2 separate regions of the Gossypium raimondii genome follow, and region 1 is linked to region 2. The links are chromatin contacts, called in public Hi-C maps. All regions are on one chromosome and are shown on one strand. The core of a region is the stretch at or near the end of the contact, and the rest is flanking DNA. Distances in the headings are between cores, read along the strand shown.

Region 1 (2,700 bases), core at 141-2,640, 340 kb after region 2:
GTAACTAAGGCAAGGCCACTTTAAACATTTGAAGAAAATAATAATAGTAAAAATAATTATAAGAAACCCGAACTTTCACTGTTTGAAAGCCAAGGAAAAACAAAGATGAAAAACCCATGCTGATAGGAAACTGCTTTTAGGATCCTGTTGATTGTTGTTGCAATTTTCAGAGTACCCTAAACTGAGTAGGAAGAAGGAAGAGGCAAGGGAAGGGAAGGGAAGGGGACCTGAGAGGCAAGGAATCATAATGCTTGCGGATATTGGAGACAAGCTTCTCAGGCAACTGGCTTCCAGGGTAAAGCTGAGTCAAGTTCCGTACAACGGTACCCCAGACCACTTTCCGGCAAACGTCGGCCTTGGAGGAAGATGAAGGGACAGAAGGAACAGGAGGAGGAAGCTGATCACGTGGGGAGGAAGTGTCGAGATTGAGAGAGTTCTTGAGAGAGGCAATGGCCTCAGAGACGTTCCTGCTCAACCTCTGGAACCGTTTGTTCTTGGCGGACGGGGCTTCAAGTTTGGCAGAAGCAGAGGAGGAGGAGGAGGTGTCCTCGGATCGGTCGTTGGAGCGCATCAAAACCTGCTCGACCATGTCGTCATCGGCGGTGGTGGCTCGGCTGGACCAGCACTCGAGGGCTGCAGCCATGGGCGGAGATCGGAGTGGCTGAGGTCTCCAAAAGGGGGATGGTAATGTAGATGGGAAATGGGTTCAAAGTGAAAGGTAGGGGAGGAGGCGAGGGCGGTGGTGTGTGATCTGCTACAGATGTCTGTCTCGTGCTCTACTCTGCTATGCTCGTCGTTGTCTTTTTTTTTTAATTTTATTTTTGAAAAAATTAATAGTATTTATATTAAATTAAAAGGGTGTGTGTGTTGGATTTCTGACAAAGGAGGGAAATGTGGGGGAGACATCGGAGTCGGAGGGAGGGAGGATGAGGTGACACTGAATGAGTTTGAGCCTTAAGGAGGCTGCCTGCCTATTAATTTGACTTCATTTCTTACTTCATACAATGGAATCACCACAAAAGGACACACTACATCCGTCCCTCTTTGGTCTTCATCTCCATGCTCCATCCATCATCATGCATGCTAATAATACATGTACACTTTGCATTGCATTTCTTACTGCAATTTGAGATTGAAAATGGGGAAATGGGCTTTCCTGTAAATTGCAATAGGTGAGAGATGACATGGTATGATGATGGTAAAACGTTACAAGGGGGGTTCTCTGCCAATGCCATGTGACCCACATCCACGAATCATGTGAAATCAAAACCAATGAAAGAAAAGGGGGGGAGATGTATTTTAGGGGCGTTGATTAAGGTCACTTTAGGACATTTATTTCATTGCAGTTTCCTGGGTCCCACATGTTCCATGCATCAGCGCATAAAATAATCAAAATGCACATCCATCTGATTAGGTCTACTTGTTTGTCGCCCACCCAAATGCATTTTTCTACTATCTAGCAGTAATAACAAGTTGTGTTAGTTTATTTATTCATTCTTTTTGTTATTGCAAAAATAACATATAGAAATAGGAACACGCACTCCATGAACAAAAATGTTTCTTGTGTCAATCCAACATCAATTAACCCAAACCAAAGGCCAGTTACTATAATTACCACAACAAGATTCATTCCATTTGCATCTTATATAATAATACAACACTCTATATAACCTAATAAAAGCTCCTCCTTTGTGCATGTTGATGTTATCTTCTACTTCTAGGAAATAAGAGTAAGCTGCAGTTTAGGGCGGTTGGGTTGGGGTTCCACAACCTCCATGTGGATCCTCACTGATTGCAGAACACTGTAGGAAAGGCTATTACTATTACTATTGTCCATCTTTACAATCTTCTGCTGCTGCTCGTCCACATGCCACTCCCCGCTTCCCTTCTCTCCTCTGCCTGTCAAGTACACCGGGCCTTCTATTCCATATCTGTTCATTTATATAACATAAACTCATGTTACTTTTTTCTCCACCCAACAAACACAAGTGCCAAAACATTATCTTTTCCTGCCTAGACACAGCAGATAGAAAAAGAAAGACACGAGGAACATATACAGATAATCCAGCATAAAAGATCTAAGTTCATACTTGGGCACAAACACAATGAACCCGTTGGACCTTATCTTCACTATTCTGGCTTCTGTGTCAGTGGGCCTGCAGCATAAGATAAATAAATAAATTCAAAACATGTGCAATTATTCATTATGCTCTATAGAAGGCAGTTTCAATTCCATGAGAGAGGCCAAGGCAGTTACCGTTTTCTGAAGTAAATGAGAGTATGGAGCTCAACAGAGGCCCTGCTTGCCATTTGGGCATTCCTATGTCGATAATTCAGATCTGAAACAGGTAAAATGCATAGGAAGCTGAGAATGGATATCATGGGTATGTGAAGTTTGTTACCCAAATCCATGGAAGCCTCAAAAACAGTATGAAAGGAAAAAAAAACTTACTATCAGCAATGCTAGTTAGTTGAGATCTGTCCTGGAAAACTGGTGGAAGCTTATCGATCCCTAGAGATGCAGCAAGCAACCTGTGCACAATCACATCTGCAAGGAAGGTTCCATACTTGAGCAATAGTATCATCAAGCATACATCAGCAAGAAAAGGTAAAGTAACAAACAAATTTTTGTTCACAAACCTGCATATCTCCTAATAGGAGAAGTGAAATGAGTATATAGGGGCGCAGCAAGCCCATAAT
Region 2 (2,700 bases), core at 170-2,669:
TTTTTCTCTTTTTTAGGCTTTAGGTTTATTTCAGTTTTGTTCTTTTACTTTTACGGAAGAGATCAGATTTGCAAACTTGATCAAACTCTGTAAGGATTCGGCATTTTATTCAATACAAATCAGGCTTCTGCTAACTTTATAGTCTTGAATTGTTATTCATGTTTATTCTATATATCAAGTCTATATTGTTTAAAGATCCATAAGGAGCTAATCCTCTTGTGAGGGATTAGAGAGTGGAGGTATGATTAATTAACTGTTTTGTAGGGTTCTCTTAGCGAATCAACTGTTTGGGAAAGGAAGAACTTAAACCCTAGTCTTGATGACCCTAGAAAGTCATTAAAGTAGGAATTAACCCAAAATTGGTATGACCTATTCGTGGACACCTTAACCCCGGAACCAGTGTGGATTGTGAGGTCGAAGGATAAGTAGTTATTGCTGACTTGTTATTCTAGATTGGAAGATCCTGCTGGGATATTGACTAGTTGATTAAACAAGAAAACCTGAAGCAACAATTGGTTATGATTACCGAAGCGAGCTAATCACCCATACTCAGATTTAACATATTCTACTATTTGATTTCTCGTTACTTATTTATTTATTGTATTATTATTATTATAAAAATCTCAAAAACCTTTCTTTATATTTGATTGTAATATAATCTACCTAAAGTACTAATTAGATCTATTTGTGCTTAGGTTAGAATTAATTTAGTGCTCGCCTCCCTTGGGTACAATCTTCGGAGTACTCATCTACTACGTTGTAACTATATTACAACCTGAATTGTATACTTATAGATACCACTCTTTTTAATATATTTTGTGCAAGATTTCTACTCTGGACGTTAGTACTTCTAGAGGTAGTCATTTGTCCCATCGCAATGAGATTAGTTGCCATGCCACTGCGCGACATTGAATATTGAACGTGGCAACAAGGTTTACTCAGTATGTTACGTTGTGACGAGGAACCCCCTGATATTGTAACGTCAACCTAATGTTTTGAAATTTTTACAATTGGTCCTAATTCGACTTCAAATTAGTTTTAGAACTTTCGTAAACTCGTATAAGATCCGAAAACGATTGTATTTTGTATTATATGCATGTGGGTTGAAATTGATCATTTAAAAATATAATTTGAATATAGTTGATCGTAGTTTTTCTAGCAACGAATGTAATACCTAGTAACTCAGAATTGAAAATCAAATTGGTATCAAAGTGTTACATGGATACTTTTTAATTAAAGTTTTAAATTCAAGTCTTCTAACTATGAAAACAACAAACAACATTGATAGAGCATATCCTCTCTAAATAATATCTAATCTACAAATTTAATCGAATCTTTTGTGACTTTGTAACATTGAGAAAAAAGGAAACCCTTGAAAGTGAAGGCAAAGCATTGTTTGGAGTAGGCAGGCAGCTAGTAGCCATATTAGTGGTTTGGGGTGGGGAAGAGAAGCCCAAATACTGATAATGAAATCAGGCCTAAAAATCAGAAACTGATCCATCATCGTCTTCTATTCTGTTGTAGAAAAAAAAAATACAAAGAAAAAGACGAAAGTATCAAGAAATTCCAAGTGCAGAGAGTAAATGGAAGAGTACCCAGAAGAATTGAGGAGTCCACCAGTGGCGCTGGTAGCATTGGTAGGATGCCCAGAGCAGCATGGGGCGATAACCACCCACCTCCTCTCCCAGCAGCATCCTATCAACACCTTGGCCTTGCCCAACTTCTCCAAGCTCTCCCATCTCCTCCATCGCCCGCCCTCCCCTTCTTCTTCCCCCGCCGGATTTTTGAAAAGGGATTGGCTGGTCAAGCACCGCACTAAGATCCCCGCCGTGGTGGCCGCCCTCTTCTCCTGGGATCATGTCTCCGGTGACCCTGCCCAGTGGGTCCAAGTCTGCTCCGATCTGGATGACCTAAAAGCCGCTATTCGTCCCAGGAACACCAAATTGTTGCTGCTCGTTGTGGTGGGCCAATCCGATGACATTAGTGAAGATCGCCTGCTTGCCTTACGGAAGCGAGCAGAGGTCGATTCCAAGTACCTTCTCCTCTTCAACCCCGATCCTTCTCAACTCAATAACTCTCTTCAAAGGTGCTCAATTCCCCCCCCTCCCCTTTTTATCTAACAATAATTAGTACTTTACTGAATTAATTGCTGTATGAACTATATCCCATACATTGTAATGTCTGTCAGGTTGAGCGCCAGTTTTGCCGAACTAGAAACTACTTTTTACAGAGAAGAAGGTCGAAGGATTAAAGCTCGCATTGAAAAGAAGAATTTCTCCTCTCCCGATCTCCAAGTTCGCTACTGTTTTAAAGTAATAATAATAAAAGAATAGCTTTCCTCACTTTTTCATATTATTAATTCCTTATGTATTGGCTCATTGGTTCACAAAATGGGTAGGTTGCTGTGTATGCAGAGTTCCGACGAGACTGGGCTGAAGCCTTGAGGTTTTATGAGGATGCCTATCATGCCCTGCGCGAGGTTCTTCCCTAATTATCCTATTTCTTTACCATCCTTCTGTTTATCATACTTAATACTAGTTACTTAGTTCCTTCTACTTGTCACTGCTACCATCTATGTCAATGCTATTCATTTAGATGGTTGCTACCTCAACAAGATTGCCTCCAATACAACGCTTATTTGAGATCAAAATTGTTGCTGAGCACTTGCATTTCAAGATTTGCACTTTGTTGTTGCATGGT

What was found. A called contact is a pair of places that touch in the nucleus more often than the background predicts.
Region 1: a contact with region 2 is called in a Hi-C map of leaf, with 4 times the contacts expected there. The contact joins the promoter of LOC105800695 here to the promoter of LOC105800759 in region 2. A contact is called at or near these places in 2 of 2 Hi-C or Micro-C datasets (both in leaf).

Annotation. Positions count from the first base shown.
Region 1 is chr7:16,062,833-16,065,532 of ASM2569854v1, forward strand. It overlaps LOC105800695 (receptor like protein kinase S.2), which reads right to left and starts at 1,391. Exons shown (of 3, transcript XM_012631969.2): 1 at 228-1,391. The coding sequence starts at 643. It overlaps LOC105800686 (exosome complex exonuclease RRP44 homolog A), which reads right to left. Exons shown (of 24, transcript XM_012631957.2): 20 at 2,641-2,700; 21 at 2,453-2,548; 22 at 2,258-2,339; 23 at 2,091-2,156; 24 at 1,546-1,931. The coding sequence ends at 1,718.
Region 2 is chr7:15,721,731-15,724,430 of ASM2569854v1, forward strand. LOC105800759 reads left to right here and starts at 1,420. Exons shown (of 7, transcript XM_012632063.2): 1 at 1,420-2,086; 2 at 2,189-2,312; 3 at 2,399-2,479; 4 at 2,596-2,700. The coding sequence starts at 1,584.